2 separate regions of the Gossypium hirsutum genome follow, and region 2 is linked to region 1. Evidence: chromatin contacts called from public Hi-C data. All regions are on one chromosome and are shown on one strand. Each heading gives the region's core, a stretch centred on a gene start, on an enhancer-like site or on the middle of the called end of the contact. The rest is flanking DNA. Distances are from core to core; before and after follow the strand shown.

The links. A called contact is a pair of places that touch in the nucleus more often than the background predicts.
Region 2: a contact with region 1 is called in a Hi-C map of leaf, with 3 times the contacts expected there. The contact joins the promoter of LOC107941770 here to the enhancer-like site in region 1. A contact is called at or near these places in 4 of 34 Hi-C or Micro-C datasets (hypocotyl and leaf).

The regions. Positions count from the first base shown.
Region 1 is chrD09:256,533-263,803 of Gossypium_hirsutum_v2.1, reverse strand. No RefSeq gene overlaps it. Among protein-coding and RNA genes, the nearest start is that of LOC121221077, 25 kb to the right of the region's middle. Within about 2 kb of position 2,568, at least 1 of the 9 cell types and tissues checked has an H3K27ac peak or open chromatin away from gene starts, as enhancers often do. A contact at or near this core is called in leaf, where this site is marked.
Region 2 is chrD09:329,311-336,581 of Gossypium_hirsutum_v2.1, reverse strand. It overlaps LOC107941770 (acyltransferase-like protein At3g26840, chloroplastic), which reads right to left and starts at 4,416. Exons shown (of 14, transcript XM_016875374.2): 1 at 3,868-4,416; 2 at 3,655-3,706; 3 at 3,504-3,559; 4 at 2,946-3,104; 5 at 2,624-2,728; 6 at 2,281-2,387; 7 at 1,902-2,023; 8 at 1,685-1,793; 9 at 1,303-1,433; 10 at 556-925; 11 at 114-227. The coding sequence starts at 4,264.

The DNA of each region.
Region 1 (7,271 bases), core at 1,319-3,818:
CGACTCTAATAAATACTCGTAAATGTTAAATAAATAACAAAATACTAACTCGCTCGTCGGAGATCGACCCTTAATTCCTATACTACTATTTATTTATTGTTTAGGGGGTAGAAATATTGTTTTTGATGATTCAACACCCATCACCCATGATTAATTCGACACTAATTCTAAAATATTTTTATTTGACTTCTCCAATTATCTCGGTTCACAAAATCGACCCAAAACCAGCTTTTTAACACCAACAAAAATTAGGGCGTTATACTTGTCGAAACCGTTTTTTGAAAACAAAAATTTAGTTGTCGACTTTGAAAATAAAAACTGGAGTCGCCACCGATCCTTTATTAAGGTGTGACCGGCCCACCTCGAAAATCATTTTTTTGGTTTACGAATTTTGAAAACAGGTTCGGGAGTCAGTTACGTACGAGGAGGGTTTAGCACCCTCGTAACGCCCAAAAATCGGCACCAAATTGACTATTTAATGTCTTTGTGTTGAAAAAAAAATTAAAATAAGCTTGAATGGTGAAATTGGCAAAAGGATAATCAATTGTTCAAGTCATGTAAAGAAATCGAGTCCCAATACGTTAGGGTACAATTTCTCATAATCCCCAAACTCTGAATATCCATTTTATTTTATACGAAAATCTTCATTCCAAGAAAGTAACATGCCACACCCAATACGTTAGGGCACAACAGGTTAAGTTCCTAAAAATGACTTTTTATGCATTTTGAATAAAAATATTCTCGGTCATTTAGGATTGACAAAGTAAATCAGAACCCAATACGTTAGGGCTCAATTCCCCTCAAAAATCCCGAACTTCCAAAAATGCTTTCATTCAAAAACCTTTAAATAAAATAATAACTTTGATGAATGGTTAAAACCAAAGTATATTTTCAAAAGAGTATGTTAAAAGGTTAATATGTAATATGATACGAATCCTCTAATTTACGGCATAAATAAATATTTGCAAATATATACATACAAATACATTATACAAGTAACTTGCAAGTATGTGTACACATATATTTAATACGCCTATACAAGGATAAAAAATGGAATGGAGTGTATCAATCAAAACTAATAAAACACATGCATATATATATGTGAAAATAAAAAATGTACAAAAGAAAAATGTGTATTTGTGTAGATATTTACAAAAATAAAGACGTAAGTGAATCATGCAAATTTATATTCGCATACATTTAAATACACATATATGTATAATATATATAATAAAAATATTTATAATGATTTTTGGAAACGGGTGCGCGAATATGTTAAACATGCGCATGTTATAAAACGCCTATGTATATATATAAAGTATATAGTATATATAAAAAAAAGGACAGTAAAATAAAAAATATAAAATAAGTATGTATGCGTAAAATATGCAACTTTATAAAAACTTAAAAGTATACATATTGAAAATGTGTACATATATTATATATATATGAAAATATGCGTGTATGCATAATAAGTACAGTAGTAATAATGATAGCAAACAATGTAATAATAATATAATGACAATAAAAAAACAAATAATTACACAAAATAAAAAAAAAAACAATCTTAAAAAAACGGATTAAATCGATCAAATGACGAAAAATAGGGGCGAATTCAAAAATAATAAAAGGTATCAATTCGAATGTGCGAGCAACAATGAGGGACTAAAAAGGAAATTATTCCTTCCCTCCCAAATGCCACAGCGAAGTATCTAATTGTAGCAAAACTAAAATCTGCGTCCCAATTTTTTTTAAAAAAAAAGACAGGACTTAATTGAAACGTGTTGCAAGAGGGAGGGGCTAACTGCGCAATTTTCCCTTTGAAGCCAAACGCGCGGATCTTCCCCTTCGGGTCGGGTCACCGCGCGGGTCAAGGCTTAGACGAAACGGCGCCGTTTTACTTCATTACTTAAAACAGATTTTTTCTTTTAAAAAAAAACATTTTCATCATATTGTAAAGAGAAAGAAAAAAAATAAAAAAAAAACTCCCTTTGCTCTGCTAGGGTTTCGTCCCTAGCATCATTGCACCGCCGTTCGTCGGCCTCCTCGCCAAAGCTCCGATCGCGATGGAGATGGCGACGGCGCGACGCTCTCGGGTAAGTTTCCTTCGTTCTTTTTGTATTATTATTTTACAAAACAAAAAAAAATCAAAAGAATAGATGAAAAAAAATAAAATAAAAAATAAAAACGATTCACCTTCAAGAAAAAAGAAATATTCTTTGCAAACTCAGTATTCCTTCCTATTTCTGTTTGTGTATTTTTTCGATCCCTCCTCAGTGTATAAATTTGGCTTTATATAGCCCGATAAATGCCTTATTTTTACAATATTTTTTCTTTTGGACTCTTAGTCCGTGCTTGTAGGTATTGTGGAAGTATGGCACGCGTGGAGAGGCCCTCCGAGTCCTGCGGCGATCAGAGTCCTTGCTGGAGGCGAGGCTGCTTGCGGCGCTAGAGCAGAGGGGCTAGGTTTTTGCTTAGGTTTTGTTTTTGTTGTATTGGGCTTGGGTTTTAGAGGTTTTGGGGTTTGGGTCTGTAAAGAATTGGGCCTTTATTTTTTTGCATGCGGGCCCCGGTAAATTGGGTTTGTACAATACTTATATTTTCATCAACCAATTTAGAGCCAAGTTAGGGGACCTTGTTCCTTCTAAAGGCAGTTCCATTAGCCATCTAACTGTTGACCATACCAAAGCTGTTTTTTGTTTTTTTTTTTAAATAAAAAAAAAAGAAGATATGCTTCATTTCTTTAAAGATTAAAAGCATTAGCAATTATAGTTTCAAGAAGACAATGTGGATGTTCGTTCACCCAAATTACATTTCTGGTACAAACTAAGCCATTTCTAGCCAATTTGTGGGCTTGTCTTTTCACATGTTGAACACAGCAAATATGGAATTGCTTTATCAACATTCTGCCTTTTGTGATCACAGTCTTGTTTGTTGTCTCGAAGATTAGAGATGACCTGGAGGGCTCTCCCTCGATGATAATAAAAGAGTTGCCCAATTCCCTTGCAACTTCCATGGCTTCCACTATTGCCAAAGCCTCTGCAATGCACGCCTCAAAGATTTAGCCAAAATAAAAGGAAGCGTAGATCCTGTGGTCTTTTACATAAGCCAAGAACACAATGCATGTGTTTACATTTCCTCAATTGCCCCACAGCGCATACATTCCCCTGAATCTTGTTTGCATTGTTATCAGCTCTCGAGATGATCTTCAACATGTTGACCAAGCGAAAGTTTCACTTTTGGTACAACTCAACTTTTTCAACAAAAGAAACCATTATACTTTTGTTATAGTGTTAAATGAGGACATACCTTTCTATTTTTCACATAAAAAACAATTGTATTACATTAAGTGTATGTTTGGTTGGTCAAATTTTTTATTATGCTTCGTAATAGAATTAAGAGTAAATTATGAGATTACTTTTTTTAGTTCATTTGGCTAGAACATAAGATTCAAGTGCTTCATTTATCAAATTTAAGATTACTTAGAAACATATTTTACTCAATTGTCCTTGTTATAGAATTTATTTATTTTTAACAAGTTTAATTATAGTTTATATATTAATAAGCAAATATATGATATTGAAATAAATTTATAAATCATAATTATAATAATTTATAAAAAGTGCTTGCAACAACTATAATTACAATTAGAACCATAATTAATATATTAATAAATAAATTATTAAATAAAATATAATAATTGTAATTATAATGTATGATATCTATTGGTTCATTATTAAGAAAAAAATATTTTTTTAATTTTTAATTAGTCTTAAACTTTATTTAAGAAAAAAGTTTAAAGGAAAAATTGGTCCAAATTTTAAGATTTCGCCCGTAATTTAAAATAACATAAGAAATGGGCAATAACGAATTGGTCAAATCTTTGAGACCAATTCATAATTACACCCTATATCACAACATCTTGACACTATTCTATAATGTGAGATTATGAATTGGTCAAATACTCCTTAAAACTTAACCTTAATTTCGAAATTTGTTCATTTCAACGTCAAATCAGATGGACTTGCGATCATTTTTAAGGGAAAAGACAATGTTTACATTTTGGATTTTGACAAGCAAGGGCTTCAAGGATTTCAAATAAACCTATTATATTTTTATAATTATTATAATATAATTTATTAAAATATTTTTATAATTATGATATAAATTATATAAAATATAATATTTTTATATGAAATAAATTTATTTAATAATTCTAAAATGCTATTAAAATATTTTTTACAAAATAATATATTAAACTATATAATATATTTCACAATAAAACTATATAATAATAAAATATTCTAAACATAATATTTAAAAATAAAAATATTTAACATATAATATATATATTTTATTATTTTATAATTTTTTAATACATACTATCTATTATTTAAATATAATAAAATATAAAATATTTGTATAATATATATAATAAAACCTTCTGACAAATGTAAACCTACCTCTTTTACACTCTAAAATTTTATAAAAATACATAAAATTAAAAAATAAAATATATAAATAATTTAAAATTTTATAATAATTAAATATTTTACAAATAGTATATCATAATAATCTTTTATTTTATTAATAAATTTAATTTATTTAAAATTTTGTTGAGATATTATTAATAATCTAAAAATAAAATACTATTTTTGTAACAGTAAAATTATCATTTTCAATCTATTCTTTTCCTATTCTTTTACCAACACAGCAATGAAAAAAATTGTATTCAACTCTTAAGTTTTTTTTTTTTTTAAATTTGGTTAGGCTCTTTAAATTTGTAAAAATTTTAATTAGACCTTTCAAAATCTTTAAAAAATTTTAATAAACCTTTCAAAATTAAAAAAAATAGCGGCGTGGAGGAGTCAGTGGTTGGTAGAAGACAGTGGTGGTAGAAATCCTAATTATGGAAATACCATGGATAAGAAAGGAGTGAGCAATCTAAGGGAGACACAATCTGGCCCCATGAATGGAGGAGTTAATATGAGATTACTTTCCAAAATCCAAAATTCTACCAGAAGAAAGTCCAATATAGAGGCCCAAAAGCTAATGGACCAAGACTTATATGAAATTCCATTAAAATTAATGGACGGAAAAAAAAAGGCCTCGGTCTGAGGTAGGACGTTCAACTGGGTCAAGTTTTCTAGTCTATTGAGGAGACCAACAGAGTCGGTAGCTGGCAGGTCGACCGGACGCCATAAAACTATTATGTTGGAACGTTCGCGGCTTGGGGAATTTGAGGGCAATTCGGAGACTTCAGCATCTACTGAAAATTTATAATCTCCAAATCGTCTTCTTTATGGAGACCAAACTTGATTCGAAGAAAATGTAAAGAGTAAGAAGACATTGTGGTTATTTTTGTGGAATTGACGTGTCGGCTAAGGGCACGAGAGGTGGCTTATGTTTAGGATGGAGAAAGGGTTGTTTAATTTCCCTTCAAAACTACTCGAAAAATCACATTGAAGTGGTTATACAAGAAACCCCAAATAGTCAGGTGTGGCATTTTATGGATTTTTATGGTACTCCAGATAGTAAAAACAAAATGGAAACATGGACGCTATTAAAAATTTTGAGGGCTATTCAACATTTTTCCATGGCTCGTTAGTGGCGATTTTAATGAAATTATGTTTGATTATCAGAAGAAAGGAGGCGCTCCTATAGATGAGGGAAGAATGAAAGAGTTTAGGAGGGCGTTGGATGAGTGTGGCTTGGAGGACATTGGTTTTACATGCCCATGGTTTACTTGGGAATGTGGTAACTTACCAGAAACCAATATAAGAGAAAGACTTAATTGGGGTGTTGCTAATGTGGATTGGATACAGAATTTCCTGAATTTCTCCCTGAGGCATCTTGTTCATTCATTTTTCGATCATTTCCTTTTTATTTATTTAAACGGATCAAGAGCCAAATAAAAGAGCAAAAAATCAATTCCGATTCGAAGCTTGGTGGTGCATGAAAGAGTCTTGCGAAACAGTAGTTAAGAAGTTGTGGGATTCTAGCTCTAGAGAGCTAATTGATAAACTGGAATGTATGAAGGTAGGCTTGAAGGAATGGGCTGATAGGGTAAAAGCAAGAAAAAAATAGGGTAACGTTGGGGTTGAAGAAAAAATTAGAGAAATTGGATAGGCAGGATAGAACGAGTGACGTGTTGGTAGAAATATTAGATGTTAATTTGCATATAAATATGGAGGCTAACAAAGAGGAAAAGTATTAGGAGCAAAGAGCGAGAGCGAATCGGTTAAAATGGGGTGATAGGAATACTAATTTTTTCCATAATTTTGCATCACAAAGGCGTCGACAAAATCAGATTAACGGATTGCAAAATGAGGAGAGAATTCTAGTCACTGAACAAGGAGAAATGGAAAAGGTTACTCGAGCTTATTTTTCGAACATTTTTGCCACTAGAGGCGAAAACAATTCTAGTCAGATTTTAGCAGACGTCAAAACTTTTAAGTGATGATACAAATAGAGTATTGACGGCCAAATACAATGGAGAATAAATTTTTGAAGCAGAAGTACTGGCACATTATAAGAAAGGATATTTTCCAGTTCTGCCTTGATATTTTGATCAAAGGTAAATCTTTGGAACCTTTGAATAGAATAAATATTGTTTTAACCCCAAAGGTGAGTCATCCTACAAACTTAAAAAATTTCAAACCCATAAGCCTATATATGGTGCTTTATAAACTTATTGTGAAGACTGTTACAAATAGATTACAAAAGACTCTTGAAACATGCACCGCTGAGTCTCAAACTGCTTTTGTGCCTACCAAACTTATTACAGACAATGTACTCCTAGACTACAAAGTTGTATAGGCTTTTAGAAAAAAGAGAACAGGGAGGAAAGGATGCTTGGCTCTAAAATTGGATATAAGCAAGGCTTATGATTGTTTGAGTGGCATTTTATTGAAAAATTTATACTGAAAATAGGCTTTGCAAGTTCTTGGGTAGGATTTATAATGCATTATATTACCTCTATTTCATATTCTATCATTATTAACGAAGAATCAAGTGATACTTTAAGGCCAAATAAAGGATTGAGACAGGGTGACCCTTTGAGCTCTTACTTATTTCTCTTTTGTAGCGAAGTCCTTTGAACCTTGATTAGAAGGGCTTTAAATATGGGTCAAATTAGTGGAGCAAAGTTGTGTAGGAAGGGTCCGCAGATAACTCATTTGATGTTTGCAAATGATTGTATATTGTTTGGAAAGAAAACTTCTAGAGGTGCGATAGTCATAAAAAAAACATTTTGCAGGAAAATGAGGAGA
Region 2 (7,271 bases), core at 3,167-5,666, 71 kb before region 1:
CTAGAATTGCTCTAGAAGACCAAATGCTTCATATGCTCTCCAAAATAATAGGCTACTGTAGACACTAGCCTTAGAAAGTTATGCATATGGTGCAATAAATGAGTCAGGCTCACCTCACCAACATCATCTTCTCCTACCACGCCAAAAGGTACAATTTTGGCTCCAAATCTAGATGCCATCCTCACAAACTCCGACTGTTCCGGCCAAAATAACTTGTATTCTTCTCCCTGAAAAAAAAAATGTATAGTTCAGCATTGCCGAGTATCTCAGCCCTTCAAATCTTAAGAAATTCATCCAGCATTGGTGATTTGCAATGAACACAAACAAATGCCAAGTTCATCAGCACTTTATCTTCAAAGTCTATCTACCCCATGACAGTCATTAATTTTAATTCATAACAGAGGCATCGAACTTGTATGTATGAGGAAATTAAAGATATGGTAAAAGTACAATTGTTGAATTTTCAATTTTGTATTAGAAGCCTGAACTTTGATCAAGGCGAGCATTAAATCTATTTTTCAGATAAACGTCCTTATGAAGTGTTATGTAAACTACCTTCCTATGAAGAGCCTCACGAACACCTCCAGGATACAGTAAGGCATGAGACTTTGAAGATAAAAGTTTGTAGAAGTTGGATCCAGACACAGGAACTGCACCCATTAGTCTATATGTGTCAAATGAACCTAGATCAAGCATTCTGCCTTCTTTGGCTCTAGTAAACATCATCGGATGGGCTATCCCTCGCAAAAGAATATTTCTCTCCATGAGAAACTGAAGCACTAGGGGAGCCAATTCAAATCCCAGCAACATGTGATACCCAACATACAAGACTGGTCCTTCTGAGGGGATTCCAGCCAGGCCCCTCACCACTTTGCCATCCTCTAAAGTTGAGAGCATCACAGGACTAGTAACAGCAAGTACCCATCTAGGAATAACAATACTTTGTAGTTAGTATTAAATGTTAATGTGCTTACACAGCGAAAAATATACTAGAATTGGGAACTGCCAGTGTGATCATATCTGCATCAAGCAAAAACATAGGGATCGACAGTAACAGATCCTGGCATTGAATCTTGGGGTATATATACTTTAATTAAATATCTTGTTATGTTTTACCAATATAAAAACACATACATAAATACTATACAAATAAAAGTAAATACTTATAGAACAAACAATTCCAACCATCAACTTTTACATACCCCAGACAAACAAAATGTCATTCTTCCAATTAGAATCACCCATGGTTTATTCCTGTTAATGCAATTTGCATAAAATTTTTGCCATAGGATATATTATTACCTGTTTGATTCATATATTTTCTTAAATTCATAAGGTGTGGGTGGTATGTAATCTGACACGTAGTCAAGGTATTTTCCTTGGCGATAGAAACTAGCACCCTTGATGGCTGTTACCAAATCAAAACCGTCTTCCTGCGATGAATGAGCAAAAATATGATGCATTTTCAGAATAGGTTGAGAAATGATATTTCAAGCAAAATATTGTTTCAAGACCCTGCATTACTATGTAAACAAATGATACTTATTCATCTTAGTTAGTCTTCAGTTTTATTTAACCTCTTTCTTACCCAAATTACGTTTCCATCAAAACCATTTTCATGCTGCTGATTATTTACAAAACATGAGAGGGAGAGGGGGAGAGAGCGAGAGAGAGAGAGTCCTACTAAGAAGAGAAAATGCCCGCTTTCTTCAAGCACGCGTTTCTCACATTTAGGCAACATGTGGTACAGTCTTTGAGCTTCCTCTTCACTGGGAAACAACTGATCCTTCCCACTATACCAAAAAATAGAAAACACCAGCCATTATCACAATAGGGGCCATAAACTAGGCAAGAATATTAACAAAAAGATCAATGGATGGAGTTGATGACTAATTAAGGACCTGCAAAGCAACAATGCTTGATTTTTTACAGCATGGAGATGTGAATTGGCAGATGAAGAAGCAGATTTAAGCATTTGTAGCTTCCAGAGAAGTGTTTCCCTGGGTAACATGTCAGCCAGAACCTGAGACTTAAATTGTCAATTCTTTTTGCACCAAAATGAAAATACATTAGGTGAAATGCAGAGCATGAGCATCATAAACTATGTGAAGCTATTATCTTTTCTATGAATGAAAAGTTGTATCCTCAAAGATAAAAGCATATTCAAACTATCATCTCCATATACATTTTGGCAACAAAATAATGCAGATGTGGAAGTAACACAATAAATGTCAACTGAAATAGTACTTCCAGCATTAATGTTTCATAAATGAATCTTACACAGAGATAAGACGACATTGCAACCAGATCCTGTGTTAGCTCTCCAACAATTTGGTGTGGCATAAGTCCCTTTGCCACATTTTCGATGGCCATCCTCAAAGGATCACCTAAACAGATACCATTGCTCACATCTCACCAACATTCTTAATTATTTCTGATCAGCAATAAGAATAATAGATCTACCAAAAGTGATGCTAAAATATCGTTATTTTATTTGTTTTCAACAAAAAGTCATTAACATTATGCTTTTAAGGCTGTTAGACTAAATAGAACAAGTTATACACCTCAGCCTCAAGTAAGTATCAAGGCCAACAAACTGGAATTTAAAGAAAAGCCTCCAAACCTGATGCCAAGTTCAGCATGTAAGAGAAGTACAACGAGAGTTGATCAGGCATGACTTGCAGTACAGGTATTAGAGATTGTAATTGTGACCTGCTAAATGATGTAGCTGCAAACAGAACATAAACGAGACAGCAAACACTATTAATTGTATTGCAACGATCAACATCACGCTTTAGCCAGTTTTCTGGGGTTTAAAGTACATCTTATCATCTCTGTTGTATCCACCTCTTACTATTCCTTTACAATGTAAATCTGTTATGTTCAGGTTCCAAAATCAATCCTATTTTTATATTGGACAGTATTATAACAGCAAAAGTTTGCACCTGGATTGGCCAAAATTAGCACAAGATCAACATCAGGGTTACGAGCAGCAATATCTAAGGCAATGCATGCTCCAAGAGACTCTCCAACAATATAAATTGGTCGGTCTGGTGATCTCTTGTACTCGGACCTTACTGTTCTTTCAACCAGCTTCACTAGATCTAAGGAAAATAAACAAATTATGCAAATAGAACAGAATCAAAATGTAACAATATTAAAACAGGATATTAATGGTCCTTTTTATATATAAAGAGACACTATGATCAACTTGGCATTAGCATTTTGCTTAGTACATTTTGAAAAATCAAATTCTGAGCCATTTACAAGCTATTTACCAAAGTACTTGAAATAATCAAGTTGATAAAAATAAGAAAAATTTCAACATGAATCAAAAACTTTATAATAAAGGGTAGTAAAGTATAGTTTGAATTTACTTGGTAAGATTTGTCATTAAGTAATGATAATGTCTGCTTTATATTATGTTGAAAAGTTAAAGACAGAAAGTACATAGGATTAGGAATATATGCTTTCAACATATGCATGAAAGGCCGGATCTTTACCTGTAAATGATGTTTTATCCGTTACTGGAATATGCAAACACCAAATTTCGAAAATCCTTCATTCAATAATTTTTTTTAAAAAAATCAAATTCAATTCAACTTCAGAAAAAAGGTTTACCAAAAAAAAAAAAAGAGTAAAAGTGTCACTTACTTTCCCAGTTTATGATGATGTTTAAAAAGTCCAAGCCCCATGCCATCAATCCCTGTATTAACGTTCAAATTTAATAAAAATGAAAAATAAAAGTTGATAATATGAATTTCATTTTCAAAAAAGTTGATAGCTTTATTATAAAGTTAATGACAAAAGCTAGCTATGATTTCCTTATCAAAAACTCCAAAAAAAAAATGAAAAAGAAATTCAAACCAGGCAAAAAGAGGAGGAGAGGAGAATCAGGAGCATGGGACCCGCACTCCAAAGGAGTAAACCACCGTGGCGGCCCTGCCTTTGATTGGATCATCAAATCTTTGCACTCTTGGAAATATTCTCTCAACGTGTTTCCATTCTCGTCGGTTATTTCCTGAGGATTCGAGTAAATATTCGATGTTAACTCTTCTTCTTCCTTCCTTCCCTTCCTATTCTTCTCTTCCAACCATCTTCCCTTCTCCGTTGACCTCGTTGCAACCGTCGCCGGTGACGATTTCTGATCTGCAGACACCGCCATCGCTCGAAATGAGCTTAAGCACCGGTTCCTCACCGAGTTTCCGGCCGTTGACGTCACTAACGGACTGGCGACAAACAGAGAAGGTCCGGTTGCCGCCATGGGGACGAATCCCTTTTAGTTGTCTGATTGGAAATGGGGAAATTTATAAAGAAGAGTGATTACTATATAATAAAGTGAGAGTAGTGGGACTTATACCTTTGTAGTGGAGTGGAAGACTCTATATTTTATATGAAAATAGTGAGACAAAGATAAGCTCAGACAAAACATCTTTTCAACTTCCAGGTCTATACGATGCTCCTGTTGGTCGAAACTTTTAGTAGCTAATTTAATCAATTAATTTCTATATTTCCACCAGATTTACAAGAATTAAAGGAGTAATCCAATTAAATAATTTATTAAAAAATAGTAATTCAAATAAAAATTAGTAAAAGTTAACAGTCCAACATAATAATCATTTTAAGGTCTCTTTTTTACTTTTAAATTTGTATTTTTTTATTAAATCACTTCAAAATTGATGAGGTTTGTTAATTTTATTGACGTAGCCTATACGTGAATTGCTACGTTAATGGCATGTTAATATTTAATTAATTTTTAAAACTTTAAAACATTAAAAAATATTTTTTATACTTTTTTAATAATTTTTATTTTTTAAAATATTTTTTTAAAATTTTTAAAATTTTAAAAAATTAATTAAATGTTTACATGTTATCCATGTGAATACCACATCAATAAAATTAAAAAATATTAATTTTTCATTCATTTTGAATAATTTGACATAAAAAAGCGGGTTAAAAAATAAAAAATAAAATGAAATGCTAAATTAATTTTTTTATAAAATTATAAGGCCAAATAAATCATTATATTTTTTTAATATATATGTAAAAATAATAGTAAAGTTGACATGTTTATCACAAAGTGGGCTAACTTGATAATTTTGGAAAAGTGTGAAGATATAATTCAAAGCAATTAAAATAAAAAAGTGTAATTTTGTTAGCTTGTGTTGTGTTAAATGTAACAGAGAAATGAAGAAATTTAATTATAGATGATGAGAAAGCGATTCATTTTTTTAAGATTATTAGTCAATTTTTTCTTTACTTTTTTATCTAATTTAGTCATCATAGGTTTAGCCTACAAGTAAGCCTCTACAGCTGATTTATAAATTAAAAAATAATTTTTTATGTGGTTATAATACGAATTAACATATACGAAGATATCTGAACTTGATAATTTATTTTTAGTTGTTATTTAATTTTTTATATTTTAAAATGTGAGATTGTCATCATGCTATTAGTCGTTAGTGTCACGTCGGCATATTTTAACAATGTTAATCAGATACTTAAAAAAATACTAAATTAACTCATGGGTTTCAAGCTTAAATATCAATTAAGTCAAAAAAAACCTTAAATACCAACTAGGTACAAGTTGCCAACTTTAAGTACTTCTATATATATTAAACGAAAAGTAAAAGTTGAATTATTAATATTAATTATTTGATTAAAAAGGTAAAAAAAAACTTTCTTTTATTTTTTTAATTTTAATATTAAGTAAATTGACCTTTCAAAAAAGAATCAAGCAATTTAGTATTTATTAATTTCACCCCATTATCTATTTTTTGTTGTTATAATAATAAATTTAGCCTTTAATATTTAAATATTATGTCAATTTAATCTTGATTCTAAAAAAACTTATATGAAATAATAAATATATAAAAATTAAAAAATTTATATATATATATTTTAAACTTCAAAAATATATAAACAATTTTAAAAAAAATTCTCAAAATTATATATATATTTAAAACCAATAAAATTTGAAAAAAAATTTAAAAAAAAACTCCTCAAAATATAAATATTTAAAGTCATTAAATTTTGGAAAAAGATATAATTAAAAATTATTTTAAAAACTGAAAATAATTTTAACAAAAAACCCTTATCTTTTTCATCTAAAAGGATATAAAGTATCGGAGGGCTGGTAGCGGGAATTTGGAATTTTCTCTCTAAAGATTCGGGTGATTTGTGTTCTTGTTTTTCCACCTTCGTGCTTTTGTGGCTCTACTGGTGGTGGCTTTGCGTGTGTCCATCTATGTTCCTCTTTAACGAATACTTGGACGGTGGTAGTTATTGCTTTTTCGTCGTTATTTGGTTTCGTAGTGGTGACGTATTATGAAGGAAATGATTGTGGTGGTGGCGTTATTGGCTATTGGTGGTGAAAGGTGTCGAGCCATGTTCGTTTCTTGGGAGTTGTAACTATTAAGCGATTAAGCTTCATCTTCTTTTTGGTTGTTCGGTCATCTTTGTTCTGTGAGAGCTTTGTTGCTTTAGAGTGTAGCTCGTTCTCGTCAATTTCTGTTGAACACTCAAAAATCGAGTAGAATTTTTAAGAGAGAAAAGAGCAGAGAAAGGGAGAGAAAAAGAAGATAGGGAGAAAATCTGTTTTCTCTATTCATAAAAATTCATAACTCACTCCCCACACTTTTAACATAAAAGGAAGAAAAAATAACAAGAATTGACGTGGCAAAAACGGTTAACAAAACACATCGTTTCACTTAACATGCAACGCCCCGTTTTAACCAATTATTCATTCAACCCAAAACTCAACGTTTCACTAACTTTTCCAGTACACATCAATACCACCCTCTCAGGACCAGATCCTTGTCCTCAAGGATGAAAATGAGGAAACTTAGCTTGTAACTCAGACAAAGACTCCCATGTCGCATCTTCAGGGAAAGAATCAATCCATTCAACAAGAACTTCAGTGATAGCTTGATTCCCTCTTTTCACCATTCGTCGCTCAATGATTCTGACCGGCTCCTTTGGTAAGACACCATGAATATCGACCAAGGGTAAATGAGATTGCGAAGGAGCAGACCCTACGTGTTTCTTCAGTTGGGAGACATGGAAAGTTGGGTGGATACGAGACCCCGGAGGTAACTGCAAGGTGTATGCGACTTCACCCACTTTCTTAAGTACTGGAAAAGGGCCATAAAATTTGGGAGATAGCTTTTGATTCAAAATTTTTCTGACAGTGTGTTGTCTATATGGCTGTAACTTCAAATAGACCCAATCACCAACTTGAAAACTCCTCTCACTCCTATGTCTATCTGCGA